Linked DNA regions of Ovis aries: region 2 is linked to region 1. A link is a contact called in public Hi-C data. All regions are on one chromosome and are shown on one strand. Each heading gives the region's core, a stretch centred on a gene start, on an enhancer-like site or on the middle of the called end of the contact. The rest is flanking DNA. Distances are from core to core; before and after follow the strand shown. Region 1 has its middle 360 kb from the start of PIK3R1. Region 2 has its middle 34 kb from the start of CD180.

Region 1 (7,814 bases), core at 2,193-4,692:
GTGTGAGAAGGCCAGTCTTATAGATCCCTCTCTAAATATTTCCAGAAACTTATCAAGATATTCACATGCCCCCAAATTAGATTTTGCTGTATCTTGCCATTGCTGGCCAACCAAACCAGTGCGTTGGAATCTCTGAAGTTAAAGCTACTGTGACAGCCACTTTCAAAGAGTTGTAAGCTCAAGGTTCCTGTTCATGGTGCCCATGGTGGAGAAACTGGATGATGACTGTGCCTTATGGCTGGAGATCTTGCCACCACTCTCGCAAAGTGACAAGGGGACACTCAGTTTTAAGCTAAGCTTGGTGCTGGGGAGGGGTTCTCAGTAAGGTTATTTGAGTCCTGGTAGCCAACTGGGACTATTCAGACTATAGCCAAAGCTCCGTGTACCTAATGCTGCATTTCTTTCAGTGAACACACACACCTCTCTTCCCAAAAACAATGCAAGGGTGTCTGGATCAAGATGACTTGTGGAGTCCTTTATCATGTATAATCTGGAACTGTCACTCTCCCACAATGCTCAAGCCTGTTTCTGGTTTGGGTTCACTTTTCAAAGATTTTTTTTCCTTGTTGGGACCACCTCAATAAGCTGATACAATGGGTGACTGAATTCCAGGGTGAACAGGTTTCAGTTTCAGGATGCTCCTCAGGCCCAGTGGCAATCAGTGGGTGCAAACAGAACTGGGGGAGATGGGACATCACCTTCCTCTGCTCACCAGAGCTGGGTGAGCCTGGCCAACGCCCCTGTTGCTGTTCTCACACCACTACAGCTTCCGTCTTGTCTTATGGATGTGGCGAGTGCCTTTTTGCTTCAGGGACTTGGCACTTACTTTCCTCTTCTAGGGCCTCTGTCCTCTGCTCACCATTCATTCCTTCAAGGCTCAGCTTAACTATCACCTCCTCGGAGAACCAGTTTCTCGGTCTGCAGTATATTGCCCTCTCTAACGCTTTTCGCAATCTACATCTTTGTTGTTTATTTACTTGCTTCCTCATTTCATGGAAATGCCGTGAAAGCAGCAGCCTGGCCTGTTGCTGCTGTATCTCTGGGCCTGGCGGGGTGAATGGCAGAAAGATCAGCAACAGTCCACAGTGATAGGGCACTTAAGAGTCGCCATGTATTGTGCTGAGCCAGCTTCTGTGTACTGGCTCATCTAATCTTAAGCACAGCACGGGAAACAAGTGCTAGTACGCTATCCTTTATAGGGGAACTGAGCCTGGGTATGTGTAGTGACTAGTCCAAGGCACGGAACTACTGTGTGCTGGTATTGGACTTCGCTGGTGGCTCCGATAGAATCTGCCTGTGATACAGTAGAACAAGGTTCGATTCCTGGGTCAGGAAGATCCCCTGGAGAAGAGAATGGGAATCCACTCCACTATTCTTGCCTAGAGAATCCCATGGACAGAGGAGCCTGGAGTGCTATGGTCCATAGGGTAGCAAAGAGTCAGACACAACTGAGCAACTAACACTTTAACTTTTTCACTTTTCGTTGGGATGAAAACCCAGACAGCCTGACTGCAGAGTTCATGCACTTAATGACTGTGTCATACAGCCTCCTAAATTACTGTACAATAGTCATTTTGCCCTATTCCAGGCATAAAGCAAAAGAATAACACGTTCTGCTCATGCTCACATTTGAGAACACAGCCGCCTTGGCACACATTCGGAGAGCATGTCTCTAGAACACCAATTCTAGTGGAGAATATGCATGGGCAATGAACACCTCTTAGGCACTGGCCTTGCCAGATATTAAAACCTATAATTTATTACACATATATAACTTCATGAGCCCCATTTCCTTCATCAACACATTCTAGGTTTAGAATATGGATGTGAAAACCACTGCCTGGGTTCAAATCCTGGCTCTGCAACTCACTAGATAGGCAAACTTGGGCAAATTTGCTAAACCTCTCTGTATCTTTCAGAGGATTATTGTGAAAAGCAAATGGATTAGTACATGTAAACCACTTAAAACATTTAAGAACCATTAGCTATTATTGTTCGGAGAAGGCAATGGCACCCTACTCCAGTACTCTTGCCTGGAAAATCCCATGGATGGAGGAGCCTGATAGGCTGCAGTCCATGGGGTTGCTAAAAGTCAGACACGACTGAACAACTTCACTTTCACTTTTCACTTTCACGCATTGGAGAAGTAAATGGCAACCCACTCCAGTGTTCTTGCCTAGAGAATCCCAGGGACAGCAGAGCCTGGTGGGCTGCCGTCTCTGGGGTCACACAGTGTCAGACATGACTAAAGCGACTTAGCAGCAGCAGCAGCAGCAGCAGCAGCAGCAGCAGCAGCAGCAGCAGCAGCAGCAGCAGCAGCAATTGTTGTTAGCATTTCAAGTCTTTGTGTGACTAGTTTTCAAATGCTATTGCATTCGATGTAGTTAAATCTTACAAAAGCCCTTTGAGGTAGGTACTGTAATTATCCCTTTCTGCACATAGGAAGCTGGAGCTTAGAGGGGGTTTTCGAACCTGGCCACATGTCAAGTACTCAGTAAAAGATGGAACTATGGTTTGGTCCCATCAGTGAACTACACAGTTTAAGCTTTCAGCTGCACATTACTCTGCCTTTTCTCATTTGATTCTAAAGATGCAATCATAGACCAAGGTTAAACTGTGATCCCAGCGCCTTTTACCATTTCAAAAGTTACCTCTGTATTTATTTGCTTGTTTAAAAAAAACACAAAAAACAGCTACTATTTCCACACCACCCCACCTCCAGTATGACATCTTACTTTGGGGAAGAATGTCCTGGGTTATCAGAGGCATCAAAAGATGTTTCAGCCCCACATTTTAAGACCCATATGGACATATTCTCTCTAGAACAACAGGTGGCTGGTAGCAGGGGGTTCAGTTCAGTTCAGTCGCTCAGTCGTGTCTGACTCTTTGAAACCCTATGGACTGCATCATGCCAGACTCCCCTGTTCATCACCAACTCCTGGGGCTTGCTCAAACTCATGTCCATCGAGTTGGTGATGCCACCCAACCACCTCCTCCTCTGCCATCCCCTTCTCCTCCTGCCTTCAATGTTTCCCAGCATCAGGGTCATTTCAGAATCTAGTAGCAGAGGGACTCTCTTGTAATAAGTTCTCCCGTCCATCTTCCAATGCACAGATGATTGCCAGTGGCTTTTTTCCTCCCCATGAGTAAGCCTTCTTAGTGCTCTTGTAATGGGTGGTGTCTGTTCTGATATTAAAACTGATTTCTTTTCTTCATTGTGTGTGTGTGTGTGTGTGTGTGTGTGTGCGTATTATGCCTGGTGCTTCTTCAATACCCACTGCCACATAGCCACCAGCTTCCTCTGCACTTAATGCCTCTTTCTTGCTCCTCACATGACAGGGCAGCAGCCTGCCTGGACTTGGGAGGGGCTGGGAAGGGATTTTTTTGTTGCTGCCTGTGATACATTATTTCCTTTCCCCAGAAAAGGATTCCTCCAATGCTGTCTCCTGGGGACACGTTGCTGCTCTTGCCTGGAGCTGCCCTGGTTACTTGGTCTGGGCTCATGCACAGCTCTAATTCAATTTATAATGCAGTTACATAACTGTTCCCAGTCTCCAGTTGACCTTGATGTCAAGCAGCGGTCAAGTTGTACCAGCCCGGGGAAAGGAGGAGGGATCTCTGGTCAGCCCTTGAGAACATTTTAGCTGGGGTTCTGGAACGGAATGTGGCACAGAAAGGCCAAACCAGACCAGTAAATTGTTTGGAAGGGGAAAAGCAAGGGTTGTTGATTTCTGTAAGATGGATGCTGTTGACTCTTAGGGTGATCCTGTGTCACTCGGTATCATGAGAGCTGTCCTCTTACCAAAGATAAGCGGGCTGTCTTCTTCCTTGTGAACTGCTGTTAGCAAATAAGCCTTTGGCCTTAGGGGAAGTGCTCCTAGGAGTGTCTTCAGCTTGGAACGCTCTCAAGGACAGACTTTCAGCACATTGTTTTCCAGAGAGTCCTGGTTCTATTCAGTTCTAAACAGTGACAAGAATAACCAAGTTCTGAGACTTTTGCTTCTGGTCTGAATAAACGAAGGAAAGCCAGGGGTTTCAACATGAAATAAAAACTACATCAAGACTGAACAGATCAGTCGAAATTTCAGAAATTCAATAGTATGAAAGCTCTCTGAGAGCAGGGGCTTTGTTTATTTTGTTTGCTGTTATATGCTCACACTGCAAAAAGTATCTGGCCCAAAATAGAGACTCAGAGAATAGTTGTTGAATGATGCCTCACAGAAGCATAACATGATTTATGGGTTGTGGCAAATGACTTTTTTCTAGTTTATTCACCCAAGGCTATCACACAAGATGTTTTCAGAACTCTATTCTACATAGTTTAATCATATATGTCTGCATATATGTATGTGTGTGTGTGTGTATAGTGAAAATGTAATGTTAAACATTGTACAAATTTATATTTATGTTGTAAATATATTTTTACATGTATATATATATGTGTGTGTGTGTGTGTGTATGTTGTCAGTCCTAAAGGAAATCAACCCTGAATGTTCATTGGAAGGACTGATGCTGAAGCTGAATCTCCAATACTTTGGCCACCTGATATGAAGAGGTGATTCATTAGAAAAGACCCTGATGCTGGGAAATATTGCAGGCAGGAGGCAAAGGGGATGACAGAGGAAGAGGTGGTTGGATGGCATCACTGACTCAACGGATATATGAGTTTGAGTAAGATTTGGGAGATGGTGAAGGACAGGGAAGCCTGGCATGCTGCAATCCATGGGGCTGCAAAGAGTCAGACACGACTGAGCGACTGAACACCAACATACGTATATGTATATATACATGACCCTTAACTGGTCATCCATGATCAGTACGCTGATTGATTGTGCCCAGATTTAGCAGTTCTGCCTTAGTCATAGCTTACTCACACTGATTTGGTTTCCCCATCAGCAGGACTAGCTTCGTGGGTGTGCTCTTGTACAGTTGTCAGGACCCCTTGCTTAGAAGCACCCTGTACTTATGTTTCATGCTCTGTCATCCTATTGAAATTCTTAATAATTTTTGAACAGAAGGACCCCATTTTCATTTTGCATTGGACCATACAAATTATGTAGCTAAGCCTGTCAAAAGTCCAGAGAGAGCTACTGTAGAGAAACACCATTTCATACCACCTACCGGTGCTAACAGCCCTTGGTAAGAAAAAAACAGCTGCTTATTGAGCAAGTCAACCGCTAGTATAATATACATGTTGAGAAGGGAATAGTCTGCTGTTTCCAAATCACTAAGAGATATTAACGGATCCATTAACCTTACAAGTGGCAGATGCACAATACACATATACTTTGAGAAAAGAATAATCAGGGAAATAACTCATGAATTCACTGGCACTTCTTCTCTGCCACAATCTAGCTATCTCTGCTTTTACTATCTTTATGAACGAAGATTCTACCAATTTTTCTACCAAATATTTTTAAGTCATTTATACTATCAACCTTTACCTTTTCTTTTCTTTTTTTTTTTTCCCTTTACCTTTCCTTACAACACAAATGCCTCAGATCCCATCTGCCTATACTGCTTAAATTCTACCACATTTCAGTACTTGGTCAAAATCAATTTGGCACTTTAATACACGCTATCTAGTGCTTCAAGAGTAGGGTTTCCATATCAAATTAGTTCCACTATCTTCCTTCCCAGGAAGGACAACACACATAATGTTAATTTTTCTAATAGTGCATAACCCGGACTAGGCACATAGAGCCACTGAGCAAACATCTAATTCTGTAAATTTAACTAACTTTAAGCCAACTAGTAATTTCCTAGGTATCACACACTAACATCCACCTAATAACTTTTACTTTATTACATATATTTTCAGTGTAAAAGTTAAACTTTCTAAATATCTGTTTTTGCTTAAATAAGGTTTTTAAGTTGCCATGATATTATCAGAAGACAATAGCCTACGCTTGTTGGTTGTGTAAGAATGAATTCACGGAATAAGCAAACAAGCAAAACACTATAGAAATAGATTCATAAATACAGAGAATAAACTGGTAGATACCAGGGGAGGGGGTGGTGAGAGGACAAAGGAAATTATTTCATACTGTGTAAAATATCAAATCACTGTTTTTAATACTTGAAACAAATATAGTATTATATGTTAATCATAACTCACTTGGAAAAAATAAATTCAAACCTTTTTGTTGCCCAAACTAGAGAGCTAAAGAAATGTTAAGAAAAACAAGCCATTGAAATAATGGAGGTGGTCTTTTTGTAGATTTTCCAAAAAAACTGCCCCAATTTTCCCAATTTTCCCCCAATTTTCCCAATTTTAATTCTCCCAATTTCAAAGCACAACAGCTGCTCAGGCCGAAAGTTGCTGGACCATTTAGCACTCACTTGAATCTCATAAAGTTTCCCATGTTTATAATTTCAAAGGATATTTTATGACGATCTAAATACTTATTTATTTATTAAAATGTCAAGTCACTCAGTGCGTTGGCTGATCAGAGCAGTCTGATTCTAAGGCACATCTTGATGTGAAGCAATGATGTTGCTTGAAGTCAAACTGGGGCCAGAGCCTCACAGCCAGATAGTTCTTAATTGCTTTATTTTCTAGATAGGAATTTTCTGAAATATATTTTCTTTGCAATGGAGAAAAATTTTTAAAGCTTTGCTTTCACTTCACAGTGAAAATAAGAAACAGGCAGATGGAAAATAACGAGTTTCCTCAATACTGTCTTGGCGGGAGAAATATATTTTTTTTAAGACTCCACCTTTTTCTACATATTCCAGCAACACCAAACTCCTGTTTTTCATTAGTTTGACTCTTGTTAGCTCCACTTAGCTACTCCTCGCTAGACAGAGGGGATCACAGATGGAACGCTGTCCTACCAGGATGCTCAGGCAGTAAGCATGTTCTCAAACTTGGACACAGATAGAGAATCTAACATTCCAACTCACGCTGTCACATACATCCTAGCGAAGGGAGTCCTCATTAGTGCTGTTCTTTATGCAAAACTAAAAGAATACAACAGAATAATGGGTTACACTATGTAAAAAAGACTAAATTAGAGTAAATGATTTCTGGAGATAATCAGCTTAAAGTGTTTGGATAGCTATTAATATAGTCAGGAAAATAAATCAAACCCACATCTCCAGGCTAAATGAAACAAAAAGATTAGGTCTAAATAGATCACCAAGTTCCATGCATGAAACAGGGTACTCAAAGCCGGAGCACTGGGACAAGGCCGAGGGATGGGATGGGGAGGGAGGAGGGGGGGGTTTAGGATGGGGGACACACGTACACCCATGGCTGATTCATGTCAATGTATGGCAAAACCCACTACAATATTGTAAAGTAATTAGCCTCCAATTAAAATAAATAAATTAATTTTAAAAAGGAAACATCTTAAAAGCACCTATATCTCCCATTATTTTACACATAATCTACTTTTTTTTTTTTTTTTTATAAAACTCTTTATCTTTGGGAGACATTTGATCCTTCATTTGCTGCAGAGAAATGACTCTCTTTTCTTGTTGTCAGGATTTTCAAGTGGGGATTCTGATGCTTTCTCTTAGGTCTTTCAGGTTTGCCTGATTTTCAAATCACAGTTTCTCCATAAATATTTACCTATATTCAAGCTGTAAGATACTTTCAGGAAATCTGAAATAATGAATTAGTTGATTAAACACTCATTCCAAAAAGTATGAGAAAGAAAGTAAAATGAGGAGCTTGAAGGGATTGGTTTAAGTAGGTGCTCCACCAGGACGATGGGACCAAATGATTTCCCAGACTGAAACCCTGATAAAACACACCTTTATTTTCACATGAGCTAAGACAGCTGACTGACAGGGATACAGCTGGGGCA
Region 2 (7,814 bases), core at 3,213-5,712, 500 kb after region 1:
ATCATCATTGATTTTTCTATGCTTTCCTTTGGAGTTTACAATTGAGAAGTCCCTTCATTTTGTTTCTCTTTTATTTATATTTTGGGGGATTAAGCCCATGGATACACGTTTCCTAACTTAGAAAGCGTCAGCAAAAATGCCAATAATCTCAGTTTCTGATACCTTCCGAATCATGAGGGCCCTACTTGGGATTAGGGCTCACTCTACCTGAAATACTACCTGGAAAGTAATGGACCAAAATTACACATCATCTGCTATTACAAAGAGACTGTATGAGCCTGTTGTTTTGTATTTTGGTTCCTGTTGTTTGGGGGATATATTGCTCAAGAGTATATTGGGAAAACATATGCAGCATATGTTTTCCCAAGAGATGGGCCAGCCAGCCCCAGTCAGGAGTGCAAGTGAAGCTCAGGGACTCAAAACATGCACTTTGGAGCATACTACTGAGCTTGAATCCCTATTCAACATGGAACAAAGACCCCAAAGACCCTAAAGAAAGCAATATTCTGAGACTTTGAGTATTTTTTCACATCTTACTAGCTGTGAAACCTCAGGCAAATTATTTAGCCTTTCTGCGCCCCTGTGTTCTTGTCTGTAGAACAGAATGATAAAAACATTATCCACGTTGTAGGGTTGTAATGAGGAGTAAATGAGAATTTGTAAGAAAGTCAGTAAATCTTGCTAAAGTGTTTATTAATTCAATCATAACTCAGAAAAGATTTTCAGTGCTTTTGTTCTGTGAATATGTGTCTTCAGAGGGAAGGGGAGGGATAATCGCCCCCACCATGTGTGGGGTGATGAACAGGGACTCTCTTCACCTTTTCCCACCTTGTCCCAGAAGGTGTCAGAGGTAAACATGAGTTGCCATACTTTTACTAAATAAAAAACTGGTATAAGTGAAATGAATTTAAAAAGCCAATCCCATTCACTTTAAAAATCAAAGGAGGATGCAGAAATGGAACCCAGTTCTTGGGTTTCTAGGTCTCCCTGCCTCTTTCTACAGGCATCATTATATATCATGGTCTGTTCCCAGGGCACAGATCCTGAAGGTAAGGATTGGCAAGTACAGGATATCAAAATCTCCACCTTCTGAGGCCACCATGGAGTTGAAAGAAGTCAAATAAGACATTATTCTAATACTCCTGAGAATAGAAAGCTTCCGCATGAAAAGAACCCTTTAAACTCTTTAGAGTGTCAGTCTGACGTGCCCTGCTCCTCATCGCTCACTGCCTTGCTGTGTCTTACCTTTGCCCACTAAGTACTGGGTAGTCTCTTTGAAATCTGAAAATAATTTTCAGTATATTCCATGAGAGCAGCCCATCTGCTAAGAGAAAGTTTAAATAAAACTTCTGAATAGCTTTCTTTACCATGAGACGAGGATGGCTTTAAGACTAAAGTTTCTGAGGGGGAAGAAGTGTCATTTGTGAACCCAACCTGGGTAACTACCACAGAGGGCTCTTCACAGATTCCGGGCCAGTCCAGATGAGCTATGGCTTTCTGGCACCCAGGGCAGACTCTCCTAACCAGAGGATAATCCTAGAAAGTGAGAACAAGAAAACACCGCCCTCCACCTCCCCCCACCCCGCATTCATCATGATTGTAACAAGGAAGAACCGTAATGTCAATGGTAGGAGAAAGCAGAGAAAATAAAATGTTACCAGACAGAGAGGCAGTTCGGAAAACTGCGTACTGATCATTTTTCTTCAGGACACACCACTGAGAAAAATTAAGTCTTTAACCTCTGATGGCTTCCTGTGGCAAGGCCACAGAAATCTAATTGAGAGACTCAGGTCCACAGAAATCTGCTGTCTGGTCTGGCTATAGAGTCACATGATGATAAGCCTTTGACTTGATTACCGTAAGAAACAAGGGACTGTTGCTACGACATCATTATGTAGATTGTGCACCCAAATGATACTTTTATAATCTTTATTCACTGGTCTCTCCTCCCATTGTCTCTAACAAGCAGATGAAGCAGAAACTTCAAGAGACACTGTATTCTGTTTGATTCTGGGGGACTTCCAAATACACATTGTATTTCTATTGCAGAAAAGACACAGAATTGAGTGGTGTGTAAAAGATAGAAGGGCAATGACTTCTGGTCCAGCATTGTAATATTACTGACATTGCAATACACTTTCTATCTGTGGGGTTAGATGTTAGAACCACAAAGACTTCTCACGATTCTATGCTTGCTGTTCTTTCTATCTGCCCATTGCACATTCTGAGACAGTTGGAAGTATATCTTTCCGTTTGCCCACAAAATGTAGCTCCTGTAGTATCCTACAGAATAAACCCTAGCCAAGGGATGGGGTCTCAGCACAATTTCATACTTTTCTTTCTCTGGCTACGAGCAGGTATAAACAACTTGATAAGACCTGTGGGCTTTCAGAGAAACAAGAGGCGCCTAAAAAGTCTCAAGTCTCCCTCCTGTTCTCCATTAGAGTAACTTCATTCACTGTTGCATAAACCTCCACTTCTCTTCACCCAAAAACCTCTCCATATGAAAAATGAGCTGCTTGGGCCTTCCCTAATCCTTCCAGGACAGACAGCACAGCCCTTGGCCTCTTGACCAAACAGAGCTTCTGTCAGAAGCATCCCTTCCTGTTATAGTGATCTCTTTGCAACTCTCTCTCCCCAGCTTGGCATCTGGAACCCTAGAGGCAAGCTCAGTTCTCAGTTCTCAAGAAATGTTCTCCAAATAAATGAACGGATGAACAAAGGAATCAGCTAAAGATGGGAACTGAACTGTTACGAAGCCTAGGAACATGGGGTGTTGACACCTGCTAGGAGTACAATTCTCTCATTAAGCATGAAGCTGAGGTTGCAACTGAAAATAGAGGACCCCCAGAGAAGCATGACAACATTTGACAGGTCAAAAGGACACAGATTTGGTTGTATTCGTTTAATCTTCTATGACATGCAGTTTACATAGTCTGGGGGTATAAAACTGAATAGCCAATATAGTTCTAAAATGTATCTGCAAGTGTTGCTTAGCTCAAGAAAATTATAAGTATGATAATAATAATGAAAGCAACCAATAAAGGCAATACAGGCTACTTTACTATAAAGAGTAACCATGTGAGCAGATGTTAGTTTCAGTTATGTCCTTGTTCAGGGAATGGACAGTGGGTTCCTGGATGTTCATCTTATTTAAAAATATTGACCCACACATGTCTTGAACTTAAGAGCATAATTAATGATTAATAAAATTCAATGCAGCTAGCAATAAAAAAAAAACTAAAAAGAGCAAATCTTCCTATAATGTATAATCCTCAGTCTATTATTAGAATTATTCTCTCTTTGTATGGCTCTTCAACTTAATTAGCACTCAATGTTATATCTTACTTAATATTTTTGTCTAAAGCTTAATAAAATCCTTCCTTAATACTGAAAATGGTAGACAGTGCTCAATATCTATAAGTGAGCTAAACACATAACGGAGCCTTTGATTTTAAGCAGATGTTCTGTTTATAGGATATTATGGACTCATGACCTATTTGAATCTACATAATAAACTATGTTAATTAGAAATGAAAACAAAAACAAGTTCTGCTATGTTCAGGCACAAAGCTTAAAGACTTGTGAAAAACCAGCTCAGTCCCTATTTTCCCTCATTCATAAGCAATGTCTTTCACAGTCATAAAAACTAATCCTAGTTAAAATTCAATTCAGGGGACAGAATTGAATTAACTAATGTTCTAACAACAATAAAAAGAAAAATAATTGAGTGATGACTTTCCACTTGTATAAGATTTGCTGTTTCCATGACATTAGAACCCGTATTCGTTACCAGTACTAGGATCCACTCAGCACATAGCCAGTGGAGCAGAACGCCCAGTCTGAGATGGATAAATAATCATTAGTGATGCTGACTGCATTGACGAGACCACCCAGAGTGCTCCGCATCTTTCATTCAGGAGTTAGTATGAAATCTGATCATAAACACTTCATTTTATGGCCTGCTTAGTACTTCCCTACAGAGAGCAGCACATTAGCAGGGCTGAGATTAGAATTTAAATAGAGGAAGCATTTTACCGTTAAGGCTGTAACGAAGCCTAAGAAGAGCCAGTTAGCTCCAGGTTGAGAGCTCACCCTGCACTCAAGAGGATCTTCAATCATGAAGTGAATGCCATTTTGCTGTAAGTTTTTGGAAGGACCTCTGAGTCCTGATTTAAACCTAGGATATAAGGACTATCACTCGTTACCTTCACAACTGTCCTAAACATGGATCTCATGGATGGCGATCTGTCTGTAAGGACCTTAGAGGGAAGGGCAATGTCACAGAATATAAGTTAAAGAAAGGGCTTCGTTGAGGGAAGTGGAGGCTTGCACGGCTAGGCTCACAACATTAGAGGAGGTGGGGTCACCCTCTGTCTCCACGGAGAGGGGGCCAGAGCATCCTACTAGACAAGCAGTGTGGCTTACGTCCCAGTCAAGGACCCCGAGCCCCTTTCCTCTCTGCCTCTGATAAGGCCACACAGGAGAAGGTGACACTGTTATAGGAAGAGCAGACAGGTTCCTGGTGCGAGGCGGGGCAGCTTTAGATGCCAGCTGTCTACTAGAATTATCAGGGCAAGCCAGCACCCAGCATCCAGAGATCTGAGATCCATGCAGGACTGCAGGCCACCCCACTCAGGAGAAAGGCCATGCTTCAGGTAAGGAGCTGAGCTCAGGCCTACAGCCCCTCTCCCTGGCAAGGGGAGTCCCTGGGGGCCGGCTGCATCATTGCCAAGCCACCCAGAGAGGGCACCTAAGGTCATCTGCAGACATAAATGCCTTGCATCACAATATGACCCATGAAAGTTTGCAAAAGACTGTGAAATAAAATCAGGCTAACCTAAATTCTTCACTTCCACATGCCTTGGTTTGGCTTCATTGGAATGACCCTGTTATAACTAAAGACCAACAAATTACTCTGTAGAAAGAGGGCGTCCCTTGACAGCTTTCTTTCCTTAGGACTAAGAGTACATATTTCTCTACCAAGCAATCCTTTGCCTCCTTTCATTTTGTAATTTATTACACTAGGACCAATACTAGGGGAAAAAACTGTGGTGTAGGTCACAGTTGTCATCAGAGCTCCCCATTCGCACACTGCTGCCACCCTCCCTGGGCCAAGATTCTTGCGTCACCCATTCTGGTCTCAGCTTCAGGGCACTAACCTCCCAACTTAACCTCCTTTCACCAACAAAGTTGCCTGCTTCGAGCCCCAGCCTCTAACAATAAATGCTGGTTTCCTACACAGGGAAATTAACTCTATTAAATTGTTTCACTTTCTAGGGTGCAGTGAATTGAGTGGTGATGAATATTCTATGCACTGAGAGGATATTTTTATCAGGGAAAGCTTCTTCTTTTCTGTCTGTGGTCCTTTCACACTTGAATTCAGCTTGGCTTGCTGCCACAGAGCAAAACAGACTGCAACAACCGATGAGCCCTCACATAACTGAGTCCTTCGGCTCAGTCTGCATCAGTCTTTTCCCCCATCTAGATCTTCCAGCTCCTCCAGTTCACTTTTGCCATTATTTATTGTGCATGTCATTGTTAAAGAACATTTCCTTCCCTTTATGGAATGAGGTTGTGCATAAGTAAGCTAATGATAAATGTGCCCTCAGATGTTGCTCCCTAGTTTTTGGTGTATGTGAATCTCAAAAATGAAACCAGAACTGCCATATGACCCAACAATCCCACTGCTGGGCATACACATTGAGGAAACAAGAATTGAGAGAGACACGGGTACCCCAATGTTCATTGCAGCACTGTTTACAATAGCTAGGACATGGAAGCAACCTAGACGTCAATTGGCAGATGACTGGATAAGAAAGTTGTGATACACGTACACAATGGAATATTACTCAGCTATTAAAAAGAACACATTTAAGTCAGTTCTAATGAGGTGGATGAGACTAGAGCCTATTATACAGAGTGAGGTAAATCAGAAAGAGAAACACCAATACAGTATATTAATGCATGTATATGGAATTTAGAAAGATGGTAATGAGAATCCTATATGCAAGACAGCAAAAGAAACACACATATAAATAACAGACTTTTGGAGTCTGTGGGAGAAGGCGAGGGTGGGATGATTTGAGAGAATAGCACTGAAACATGTATATTACCATGTGTGAAATAGATCACCAGTGCAAGTTTGATGCACAAAGCAGGGCACTCAAAGCCAGTGCCCTGGGACAATCTGGAGGGACGGGGTGGGGAGGGAGGTGGGGGAGGGTTCAGGATGGGGGGACACACGTGCACCCGTGGCTGATTTATGTCTATGTACGGCAAAAACCACCACAGTATTGTAAAGTAATTATCCTCCAATGAAAACAAATTAATTAATTTTAAAAAATGAAGCCACAATCTCAGGTCCTCATTGATTAACTATTAAATACTTGGTTGACTATTCATAATGCTAAAACAGTGTACTGAACTTGGAATCCAAATATCTGTTTGACTTCTGATGCTGAATGTATTTATCCTAGACTTCCCTTTCTCCTCTGTTGTTTTTTTATGTTGAGGAGAGATGGGACATCATAATAAAAGAAAAGCAAAAGGCATATTCCAGGAATTCACTGAAGACTACATTCTTGCCAATGCTCTACTGTCAGGGACAAACTTTTTTTTAAGAAAAAAGGAAATATCATGTTGAAAATAATCAAGTGATCAGATAGCAAGACAAGATATGCTTCTGAAGTCGCATTAACAAACCAACTGCAAGCCAACCCTCCAAACATTCTTTATGAGCACTTTTAGTATTCCCTAAGCTAAGTTTCCTAAAGTCTAAAACAGATCACTTGACCTTGAGCCCAAATCCACAAAGTTTTCCCCAGATTCCCTGAAGCCCTCCAGGTGAGGGCCCAATGACTGGGTGTGGGATGGCCCAGGAAGTTCAGCGTGGGCTGCACAACACATGCCAAGAAATGTCTGCAGCCTTGGAGAGTCAAGCAGGTACCTGCCTGTGTTTGCTGTGGTCTCAGGAGCTGGGAACCAGACCAAGTCACACCATGTTTCAAGTGCAGCAAATCATTAGCAAAACAGGCAAATGGCAACAGTGCATTTGCAACAACAAGCAGGTGGCCCTTTTACCAAAGATGTTATCCTGAAAACACAACTAATCAGCTAGAATGTAAACAGCACACCTTTCTCATAAACAAAGAAGGCTGGCAGCTGGCAGCGTATCTGAGTCTTCTGATCTGCATTGCTACAGTGGGCATTTGAGAGCCCTTCATAACATATACTGTGAACAAATGAGCAAAGAAACAATGAAATCCATGGCATTCCTGTCAATGCTTCAGAGCACCGGAGGCCACATCAAAAACTTTAGCATAAACCCAGGTCTTCTGCCTCCATCAGAAGGCTTCTTAGTCGCTCTTACTTCTATGATAATTAGCCTCCAGCTGGTTCAAGATTTGTCATCACAGAGTGAGAGTCTTTCCTTCTTACATGTATAAAATTAGGAACTTGATTCCTTTGCGATGCATCTCTTTAAAATCTACAGTGACTTTCTTCTCAAATATTACGTCACATCCAATAGTGATAGCCATAGGACACAGGGGATATTTCCTCATTTTTAAAAAAGCATCAAACTATCTGAATATTTTAAGTACGACTACATGAAAAACTGTCCTAAATAAATCTCTTAGATCCTTGATATATTATGGGACTTGACATCAAAACCAAATATTCCACATATACAAAAGCACTGTATATGTCAGAAATAGCCCAGCTGCTTCAGAATAAACTGAAGTGAATGACTAAAACCCATATCTCCTGCTACACTCCCTCCACACACACCATCAGCACCTTCACACATAACA

The links. Hi-C and Micro-C count contacts between places; a contact is called where the count stands out from the background.
Region 2: a Hi-C map of tail adipose tissue shows a contact between it and region 1, with 5 times the contacts expected there. The contact joins two enhancer-like sites. A contact is called at or near these places in 2 of 16 Hi-C or Micro-C datasets (mesenteric adipose tissue and tail adipose tissue).

What each region holds. Positions count from the first base shown.
Region 1 is chr16:11,964,654-11,972,467 of ARS-UI_Ramb_v3.0, forward strand. No RefSeq gene overlaps it. Among named protein-coding and RNA genes, the nearest start is that of PIK3R1, 360 kb to the left of the region's middle. Within about 2 kb of position 3,443, at least 16 of the 54 cell types and tissues checked have an H3K27ac peak or open chromatin away from gene starts, as enhancers often do. A contact at or near this core is called in tail adipose tissue, where this site is marked.
Region 2 is chr16:12,467,944-12,475,757 of ARS-UI_Ramb_v3.0, forward strand. No RefSeq gene overlaps it. Among named protein-coding and RNA genes, the nearest start is that of CD180, 34 kb to the right of the region's middle. Within about 2 kb of position 4,463, at least 9 of the 54 cell types and tissues checked have an H3K27ac peak or open chromatin away from gene starts, as enhancers often do. A contact at or near this core is called in tail adipose tissue, where this site is marked.